2 separate regions of the Xenopus laevis genome follow, and region 1 is linked to region 2. Evidence: chromatin contacts called from public Hi-C data. All regions are on one chromosome and are shown on one strand. The core of a region is the stretch at or near the end of the contact, and the rest is flanking DNA. Distances in the headings are between cores, read along the strand shown.

Region 1 (5,521 bases), core at 254-2,753, 73 kb after region 2:
ATAAATCAGAGAGGGTTTCTATACACTTACCTCTAATCTGGGGCCCAGGTCAACCTATTCATCTTCCTTTGGAGACACAGTTAAAGAGCAATTTGCTGTTGATGGCGAGGGGCTGGGGGGGATCTGACTGTATAGAGTTCACAGACCTTCAGGGTATCTGTTCTGTATAAAGTATTAAGAAGCAAGGGAGGAAAGAAAGTGAGTGCCTGTCCCTTATCTACAACTGTAATCATGTTTAATATATCCCGGTGTAGAAGCAAGGACAGTCCCCCAGTTCCCATCATGCCCTATTTACTTACTCCACTGCATGTGCCTGTGCTTGGGCAGATACAATTGTTCGGGTGCAGACAGGACAGTAGGCTAATGTCAGTTTAGGGGCTGATTCTTACCCTGTGTATTTCAACAGGCCCATTTTCATCCCTGTTTGTGTGGCATTAACCTTAGTGTTCTCATATTGCCCTCCAGGCACCCTATAACTATCTACTATTACAGTATCTACTATTATACATACATCTACTATTATATCTAATTTCCCCTACTTTGCTATGTGTGGAAATCTGGAAAATAGTTTCAGATATTCAAGTACACACAGGGCTGGATTTCAGAGGCGGGCACCCCTTGGCCGCGTAGGGTTGCCACCTTTGCTGATGGCTAAACCCGAACACTGGGAGCGGAAGCAGATAGCATTGGGGGTGGGGCAGTGATATAGGAACAGACATGATGACATCAGAGGTGGGCACAATGATGTTGGTGGAGTTCTGACACCAGGACGAGGCTATTTATTTATACATCTAGGGCCCTCTTTCATAATCATTGGTCACCAGATGTTGCAGAAATATAAATTTCAGAATGCCTTGACCTCTGATTCTATGTTGTAGGATGCTGTCCATCAACATCTGGGGACCCAATGTGAAGTAATGCCCTAGGGACTGGTCATACAGACTTTAGGGGTCATTTAAAGGAACAGTAACACCAAAAAATTAAAGTGTTTTAAAGTAATGAAAATATCATGTACTGTTGCCCTGCACTGGTAAAACTGATGTGTTTGCTTCAGAAACACTACTATAATTCATATAAACAAGCTGCTGTGTAGCAATGGCTGAAATTGAAAAAAAGACTATATGGCACAGGTTAAATAGTGGATAACAAATAACACCATTATGCTCTACAGAGCTTATCTGCTGTGTAACCTGAGCCTTTTCTCCTTTGACGAGATGCCTGCTTACCTGCCCACCCCACATGCAGGTTCGTCTTGGAGTACAGTGACCTATAGCAAAGTGCAAAATCTTTCTGGGTTGCTCCAGTTTTTGCACCTTGCATCCTGCATGTAGAGAATGATCCCTAATGTCTCCCTTTGAAGCTGTGCAGAGGTTACCCCCCCATCAAACCTCCATGGTGTAACTGTCAGCACTGAACCGTAGTCAATAAATCAGCTTATGTGTTTTATCTGAGAACTTGATAAAGGAGCGCAGGAACAGAGAGGAAGGCGGCAATTAGTGCTAGCAACAGCCCAAATCTAGCATGTCCTTGTCAAGCCCCCCAATCACAGCCATCACCCACCACATTCCAGGCCTGGTGAGGGTTACAGGGCCGTGTGGCTGGTTTGGTTAATAATCTGTAAGGTAAATATGAAAGGGTTCAACTCAAGCCTTGTCCCATACCATCCCACTGACAGCTAGACACCCTTTTGTCTTCTGCTGCCCAAGCCTGGATCTTCTATTCCCACCAAAAGGGAAGCAAATGGAGTGATACTTCCTAAATTTGTACATTTTAGCAATGAGGTGTTTCATGATCCATCTAAGAAAAAACATTTACAGCAGCCCTCTGCAACAAGAGGAACCCAGAGGCAAAAATCTGCTTGTGCTTAACTTGTCCTTTAATTGTGTGCGGTAAATCCAGGCTGAGCCAGCACCACAGATTTCTGATTTACAAGAGTTTCGTCGATCCTAGTAAAGTGTTATGCAACCCTTGCAGTGAATCGCAAACAGGTAAGTCTCGTTCTACGGGGGCAGAGATCCTCACTGACAGACCTTTTATCTACCTTGGAGGTGATCCAGATGCAGTGAGGTCATACTCTTGGAGGCTTAGCTTTCCAAGCAACAACAATGAGCGTGCCAGTTCTTATCACATACAAATGTCATGGCAATGTAATCATAATAATCACAGTGTTTTAGTCTGATACCATAATTGTTATAGTTTATAGGAAAACTCCGCCTGGAACTGTTTTTTGCTCAATGATAGGAAATAGAATTTCCAATATACATTAACAAAATACTATGCCTTTAGGACAGAGACACACTTGCAGATTCCGGGGAGATTTATTCACCCGGCGACAAATTGCCTCTTCTTCGGGCTACTAATCGGCTCTACTTCGGGCGACTTATCTCCCTGAACTGCCTTCCCACCTGCTAGAATCTAAATCACCGGCGGGATGGTACTTGGAGCACTTCGTTTTCCGAAGTCACCCAAAGTTGCCTCAAGAGGAAACTTCAGGCAACTTCGGAGAACTAAGCGCTCCGAGTGCCATCCCGCTGGTGATTTAAATTCTAGCGGACGGGAAGGCAGTTTGGGGAGAAAAGTCACCCAAAGAAGAGGCATTTTGTCGCAGGGCAACTAATCTCCCCAAGTCTCTGCCCTTAGAATTGATGCCATATATAATTGCCCTGAACTTGTGTAGGCCTGCTAGATGTGCTAGATATAAGGGCTCATTAATGAAGTTGAAGCAACGTGCAAAGTAAAAAAAACTAAACAGCCTAAATGAATGGTTGCAGGTTTCTGCACTCTATTTTAGAGCAGGGCCTGGTTTAGACCATTTTGGTGGGGACGTGGGGTGCCCTATAATGTGTGTTGCTAGCTGGCAGTGGCAGGCCATGGGGGCTCTTGTACTGGAAAATTATACCTACCCTTCCTGCTCTTCAGCTCTAAACCTGCTTGTTGCCCTCTCTCCTTTGGCCCATTGGCACTGTCTGCCCCCAGTGCATTTCAACACATTTGCAACACAGCGGCACCCAAGAATTTAATGATTGCGGGTGCAGTTGATTTAACAGGGGTTGTTTTGTCACACTGCTATGTATAACTGCCCTGGTGCAAATGAACACCTATGTTAGTAAATAAGCACTTGGGTATTAGCTATCTATTGGCATATTTTAAAAGCAAGGGCACAACAAGCTATCCGAATGCAACAATGCCCCTTGGGTAGTACACACTGATCACTTTCAATAACAATATATGAGCAGTATGGGGCCCATGGCACTCAGAAGTAATTATAATCACGGATGTTGCAATTCCCTAAATCAATAACACAAAAGTACCAAGAAAAGAGGGATTTTAGGTAAGAGAAACAAAGGTTCTTCTTATTGCCCCCAAAATCTCTTCTTATCTCTGTCCTTTGAAGTCTTTGGATACAAACCCTTCCTCCCCACGTATGTAAGTGTGACCTGAGCAATTTATGTATGAAAGGTTTTAGTGCGAGCTGACAGGGACCTCATGTGAAGGAGCTTTTTAAAGCTGCTGCCTGGAAATACTTGTGCTGTCAGCTTGGGTTTGTACTAGAGGAGCCCAGAAACTCATCAGTGGCACTGTCACATCTTCTGCTGACATGGCCAAAGGCAACCAATGACCCATCTCCATGGGCAATTATGCACTGGTACTACTGGCTTTGTATCATATAAAGTCAATACATGGTTGATAAAGGACTAATATATGGGCGGCCAGCATGGGACTTGCTGGGGTGTTGCCAGGGATTCTAACAATGTAAGGGTCAAAGCACAACTCACTGCCCCTATTTAGGCCACCACCTGCCTCCAGGTGTCTTGGCTGTAGGGTAAAGGTGCATCGAGAGGGGAAAGGTGGAGCTGTATGAGCTGCATGCACTTGATTCTCCCTAAATGCATGGAAATACATTCCTGCTGGGCAGCACTTGTTTAAATGTAGACGCGTGTGTGTGTGTGGAGGGGTGAAACTTAGGGTGCAAACTCTACTGAACTGGAAGGCCAAAAGCCAGGGGTTAAGAGAAAATGCAGAGCAACTGTACTTGGAAGGAGTGTGGAACAGCAGAACAAGATGGCACCAGTAACACTTTACAGCAGTGTTATTATCTTGCAGCCCTTCCACTTTTCCAGCCTGAGGTGTAACTGGCGGGTAACAGGGCATGTTTCCAAATTGCTCCCCCTGTTCTCTCTCTTGCAACCACGACAGCTGAACTTTACCAAGTAGGACCTACAAAAAGTCGTTGTTGCTTGTGCTTCTCCAGTACCAAAGGCAGCTCTGACATTCTGAGCCCATTTTGGGCATTTGGTGCCATGACCTTTCTCCAGGAAGGGCACACCTTGATGTATAAGAAACTTGCAGCCTATTTTAATCACGTCTCACATTAAGGGGCAGATTTATCAAGGTTTCGAATTTTTTTATGGTCAAAACTGTCAAATTTGACTAGGGAGTTATCCATTCGAATTTGATTTTAAAGATTTATCATACTCTGGCCCTTTAAGAATTCGAATTCGACTATTTGCCACCAGGTCTGGACAGAGAATCAAAATAGGCCCTGGCATTTCAGGCACACAGAGGCCCAAACAGCCCCCACCAGCCCACTAAATATTGACTATTGTCTATAGCACCTTATAGCAGCTCCTTTGGCATTTGCCAGAACCCACAGATTGCCAGTCCAGGCCTGTTTGCCACCTAAAACCTGCTGAATTACTGTTTAAGTCAATGGGAGAGGTGCAGGGTCAATTTGGAGATGTTTGCATCCTTCCTGACATTCGAGTTTTTTTCAGAGAAAAAACTCGAATCGAGTTTGATGGAATTTGAATTGAATTCAATTCGAGTTTTCAGGGTTGATTTGATCCTTCTGAATTTAAAATTTTTGATATTTTAAACAATTTTCGAATTTATGGGAGTTTAGGGAAGTTTTTAAAAACTCGCATGAATTCGAAATTCAACCTTTGATAAATGTGCCTCCCCGTGTAAAGATAGAAAGCAGCTATGGCACATTTGTAGCCGAGATGGAGGCATGATTTGGCTTGTTGCTGGCACTTAAAGCTGAACTTGTTTTGGGTTTTTCTTTTGCCTTTTTTCTCCCTGCCTATTGCGTTGCTTGTTATTCCTCCTGCCCCTGGTCCCAAGTGCCTGCTGTGCCCGCTGTTTCATATTGTTTCTCACTGCAGCTCTGCATTCAGACAAGGGCTCCTTTCATCCGACTCCTAACAGGAGAGGAAAATCAATAACGCAGTGAATGTGCTGCTCAAATTAAAGGGATTCATTCCCCTTGGCTTTTCTCACAGCCAGAACTCGCGGATATTGTGTGCCCTGTGTCTGTACGGTGATATAACCCCCACTTTGTCCGCAGGACAGATTGGCTTTGAAGTGTGACATAGGTAAAAAGATTTTGGAGTTGTATATGCATTAAAGGTAAATGCTAGTGTGCCTCTGCCAGCCTCAAGGGGGTGCTGTTAAGTCACACAAAAGTGGTACAATGTATGGTTATAGAAGCAAAAATATCACAGTAACAGATTTACTAATA
Region 2 (5,611 bases), core at 1,362-3,861:
CGTTACTGGGCATTGCACAAAGCCGGAAATTAATCCCCCCCCTCTGTCAGGCACAGACCCCTGTTTCAAACTGAGCATCAAATAACAGAAAATCTCTCCATTCCAGAAAATGGCTTTAGATTTTTATTAGTTTCTTGGCTGAGGGGCAGCAGGGAGGAGGGGGCTGGAGAACTGGGGTGACCTCTGTAGCTCAGGGGCATGAAGGAAGGGTATGCTAATGTTTTCTGAGCTTAGAAACTTTTCCCGCTCAATGGAAAAAGGGAGATATGTGGCAGGTAAGTGACATGTTACAGAGTGCATGGCTCTTGTTGCTAGGTTCACTGGCCTTAGCAACCATCCATTGTTTGAGTCTAAAATAAAAGGATGAATAACACGGGGCACTGGCCCTGTCCTATTCATCCTTTCTTTTGAGACTCAAGCAATGGATGGTTGCTAAGGCCAGTGAACCTAGCAATCTAAAATAACAAGGCTAATATAATTCATAAAAATAATAAACTAAAGCTGGAGACCAACCTCAGAATTGCTTCGATACCAAAACTGAATTTAGCGATGATGTCCCTTTAATGCTTAGCACTGTATTGTGTTCTGTCTTTTTGTAAATAATCCCAGGCAGCAACACAGAGGCAGGTTCCTGCCAGTACAATGGGGTGATTATACGGGACTGAAACGTTTCTTATGGCGAGACGGAGAATCACTGTTCATTATTTTAAGCAAATTTCCAACTTTCTGTGGTTACAATGTATTTCAGTGCGGGAGAGCCACCCTTCCCCCGACGTTGATACAGTTGCCTTGTCAACGTCTCATGCAGAGGAGATGCTGGGAGCTGTGGGATAATAATAGTTGGATAGCAGAAAACTGGATATTACTTACATATATAATGAAAGTATCTAGCAATTGTATCGCCACTATCACCAAAGTGAATGGAAATCCAAGATGGTATCAGGGGCTTTATATTTCTGTAACCTTGTTCAGGGCCGTTTCCAAAGGAAACCCGGCGAAGGAGCTGAAGGGGTGAGGGGTAGGGCGTCCGAGAAAGACTGCGCAAGTGATGTCACACGCACGGTGCAATGAAGACACTTCCACTGAACGTTCAGGTGCATGACGTCAGAGCGCAAGACATAGAGGCGTGTTTAGGTCCGTTGCCTAGGGCGGCATCTGACCTAAATACAGCCCTGACCTTGTTATGAGATAAGGGGACTCATTGCAAAGGCCAGTTAGGGTGAGATTTGGGGTGAGTGTTTATTTGTGCCCTGGGTACCCCTGGAACTATAGCAGAGTGATTGTTACCCCAATGTTTCTATATATCTGTAACATTGTTATGAGCTAAGGGGGCCCAGCCTGAAGGCCAGTTAGGGTGAGATTTGGGGGGAGTGTTTATTTGTGCCCTGGGTACCCCTGGAACTATAGCAGGGTGACTGTTACCCCAATGTTTCTATATATCTGTAAAAATGTTATGAGCTAAGGGGGCCCAACCTCAAGGGCAGTTATGGTGAGATATGGAGTGATTGTTTATTTGTGCCCTGGGTACCCCTGGAACTATAGCAGAGTGACTGTTACCCCAATGTTTTTATATATCTGTAACCTTGTTATGAGCTAAGGGGCCCCAGCCTGAAGGCCAGTTAGGATGAGATTTGTAGTGAGTGTTTATTTGTGCCCTGGGTACCCCTGGAACTATAGCAGGGTGACTGTTACCCCAATGTTTCTATATGTCTGTAAAATTGTAATGTGCTAAGGGGGCCCAGCCTGAAGGCCAGTTAGGGTGAGTGCTTATTTGTGCCCTGGGCACCCCTGGAACTATAGCAGAGTGACTGTTACACTAATATTTCTATATATCTCTCTGTAACCTTGTTATGAGCTAAGGGGCCCTGTCTGAGGGCCAGTTAGTTACAGTTAAATGTAAACACAAAATTTGTTCTCTGTTTATTTGAATGTATTCATACGTCTCAGAGTTGCCATATTGCTTTCCTGGATAACGCAATTCAGAATTGTTTCCCCCTCACTTGCTTTACCCTGTTTAATTCAATCACATTGTTTTAGTCACAGCATGCCTGTGTTATAGATAACAACTAACCGGCTTATCCAGTCTGCCTGCTGACATTATCCTAAAAATAAAATCACCCTTCAGACTTGATTAATGTTGCGCTTATTATCTGAGTCACAGGTTTTTATTGTCTCGCAGCCTTTCCTATACTGAGGACCAACCTGTGGCCCCATTGTTCAACTTGCAAGGCTGCAATTTTATACCTCAGCCATTTGATCAGTGCAGGTCTCTGTCTCTTGGTTTTTCTCAGCACAGAGCACTTTGGAATTTATAGGGAAAAATAATTTTATTTTTTAAGAATGAATAAGTAGCTTTCTTGGGCTGGTTTCTCTTTAAGAAGAGTTTGTAAACACTCACTTTCTTGGCCCAACTTTTTGGGTGCTGTTTTGAGAGTCCTTCCAAAACAAGCACAGGGTGCAGTGAGGAATGAGAGAGGAAGGACTTTTTGCAGGCTACTCTCTGGATCCGCCCATTTCCTTACCCCGCCCATGTGGGTGTGACCTGTGCTCTCTGTACTTGGAGGTTAGGCAGGCACTTTCAGTCTGCACTGTGAGCAGGGACAGAGGAAGCATCTGTATGGGGCAGAGGAAGAGCTCATTGCTGCCCAAGTGATGGGGAGATCTAGGCTGGGGTTCCCTGGATTACTGCTTATCAACCCTGGCTGGGAGGTGCCCTTCTGCCCTTGCATTGCCCTGCACCAGCCCACCTGGATTACTGCCTGCTGCTGAGATTTCAATTCTATTTGCACATTTACCCCTGAGATTAGCCAACGTACCTTGCCAACATGTTAAGGAGGGTTCTGCTGAGCTTCTTTATGGTGATTCTTATAGACAGAGGGACCTCACAGCTGTACTCCAGCGACATGTGCAATTGGAAAGGAAGGTAAGACCCTTGGGTTCCTTATACTCTGGCTGCCAGTGCCTCCCTACAAACCTATTTAAGGTCCTGTGGCACATTAGGCATAGCCTGTGCCAATCTCTCATACTCGACATGGGGAGCTTTCAAGACATTGATGCTGGGGGGTGGGGTGCTTAATTTATTCCCCCCCAATCTGAGCACCTGGCACTCTGGGTGTTAAAATGTATCAGTAACAGGACAGGTGTTAACAGTTTGACTCTCATTTGAGGCACAAACAAACTTGTATGTGTAACGCTAAATTCCTTTACACTGTGACTAGAGACTGTGCTCCGTCCCTACGGAATGTGGTTTACGTGGAGTGTGTACCAGAGATTTTCCTATCTGCCATATGTAGCCACAGGGTTATGAGATGTATGTTATGCCCCAGTGCCAGCCAGGAAGCAGAAATTGCCAGTTTATGGGTATATAATTTATTCTGACAGTCTGATTTCATACTGTGCCGTGGGGTATGAAATGGGATCAGGAACTACAAGAAAGGGGAGCCAAATTCAGTCCATAGTATAGTAGTACCAGGGAGGGTTCTGAGATTTAGTTATTATGGGACTGCAGGAGACCAGATGTGTGTTGTACAATTTAAGGTGCCACTCGAGATGCCCAGTGACAAATTGGCCACCCAGGCGTTATACTGGCTGTTTGTATGTTTGCTGTGTTTATAACCTGCAGCAGATGAAAGGCAAAGGTTATTCTGAGCCCAGTGTTTAGTCAGCCTTTAGAGCCGGTTGTAAAAGCCAGCTGATCATCAGATGTTTGTGCACAATGGGACGTCTTGTAGAACTCATCGCTCCCCTATCCAGCGGGCAGGGCTGCGTTCCTGAGCAATGAGCTGCACCACTAGAAATGGAGCTGGCCAGGTACAGCAGGGCAACCAAAAGCAATATTAGAGTTCAGTTTCATGGGTGCTATGGGCGAATAATATTGTATAGAAGTGCTGGCATTTCCTTTGGGCAACCATGCATTTAACACTACAGAACTCAGGAGACCAACTTTTTTATATTGTCATTGATCTGGTGCTTGGTCTTGTATCAGTACAGTGCTTTGGTCATTTATAAAATATATATTTAGTTAAAGAAAGGGTTAAAAGTCCTACAGGCACAATGCACAGGGAGGTGCTGGGGGCACTGAAGCATTCAGTAATTTTCTTGTCTTTCCCCGGGTCAGTGGCTTTAATTTATTAGTTTGTGTGTTTAGAGTAAAAAGAAACTGAAATCAGCCCAAGGCACTTCAGTTGGTATAGAGTGGTACATAGTAAATGATCAGTTTGGTGCACTCTGGGGCAAGGCACTGCATAGATTGGAGGATTCGGCAACTTTTTCTCAGTATAAGGGCGATAGGTAATATTTAGGTCATTATACATAGTTTTGCACCGGGTAGCTGTCTTGCTTGGAATATATATATATTGTACTGTTACTGTCACTTTGTTTAAAGTGGGGGGGGGGGTGCAGTTTTGGAGGGAAAGAACAGTTAATGGTAAAGCACCTTTCAGTCATTCAGGCCTGATTGCATGAGTTATTGAAAGGGAACACTAAGGGGGTTGGGAGTTTCACTTACAGGCCACCCTGTGATATTAGCACCTCTACAGTTTCCTCTTTAGCATATCCATTGTCTGCTGGGTGTCTGTACTTTGCATGTCTATAGTCCCCACTCTCCTGTTAGAGCATTGACTACCATCACTCACTTGCTCATTAGTTGGTTCCTCCTTCATAAATGGACTCTGGATTTTGCATTTTTAGTTAATCTTTATAAACCAGCACCAACCTAACCAACAATTATTCACTGAGATTACATCTATAAATGACACTTTTACCTTGTCCAAAATCTCACCATAACTAACCCTTTAACTGGGCTTTAATGAGTATTTATAACAGTATATAGATATTTTCCCCCTAAATTTAAACATGTCTGGCACTCAGGCTGTGCCCCTGGCCATGGTAATAATTTCTTTTTTTTTCCCTGTCTCCTAATAGCGGCTTGACCCATGAGGGCCACACGAAAGATGTTGAGCAAGTTTACCTCCGCTGCTCCGAAGGTTCTGTTGAGTGGCTCTACCCAACTGGCGCCATGGTTATTAACCTGAGGCCTAACACCTTAACGTCCGCCTACAAACACCTAACAGTTTGCATCAAACCTTTTAAAGACTCCAAGGGAGCTAATATTTATTCCGAAAAAACTGGAGAACTCAAACTTGTGGTGCCAGATGGAGAGAACAATCCACACAAAGTCTATTGCTTTGGCCTGGATCGAGGGGGTCTGTATATTGAGGCCACCCCCCAGCAAGACATTAGTCGCAAAATCACTGGTTTCCAGTATGAACTGATCAGCCAGAGGACTCTCTCGGATTTGCACACAGTTTCTGGTAAGGAATCAAACCCTGGAATTCATAGCACACTGCCAGTGGGACCTCTCCAATGGCTCAGTATGTGGTAATATTATTGGTGACCGCTAGGTGGTAATATTGAGTCAATGCCTTCAATTGATGCTTCCATTGGAATAATGTTGCTTAAATATTTATATTAGAAGTCTGTTTGGCTAATTAGGGGTACATGTGTGCGGAAAACATCATTAAAAAGCTATGATTATGACATTTATTCTATAGGAGAGTTTGTGCTAGAATTCTCCTCAAATCCTAACCCCACCATTAAAACATTAGTATGC

What was found. Hi-C and Micro-C count contacts between places; a contact is called where the count stands out from the background.
Region 1: a Hi-C map of the XL177 cell line shows a contact between it and region 2, with 6 times the contacts expected there. The contact joins the enhancer-like site here to the promoter of metrnl.L in region 2. A contact is called at or near these places in 2 of 4 Hi-C or Micro-C datasets (the XL177 cell line and the XTC cell line).

Annotation. Positions count from the first base shown.
Region 1 is chr9_10L:51,364,403-51,369,923 of Xenopus_laevis_v10.1, forward strand. No RefSeq gene overlaps it. Among protein-coding and RNA genes, the nearest start is that of trim16.L, 9.9 kb to the right of the region's middle. Within about 2 kb of position 1,504, at least 1 of the 7 cell types and tissues checked has an H3K27ac peak or open chromatin away from gene starts, as enhancers often do.
Region 2 is chr9_10L:51,290,581-51,296,191 of Xenopus_laevis_v10.1, forward strand. metrnl.L (meteorin, glial cell differentiation regulator-like L homeolog) reads left to right here and starts at 2,612. Exons shown (of 4, transcript NM_001097653.1): 1 at 2,612-2,923; 2 at 4,924-5,312. The coding sequence starts at 2,826.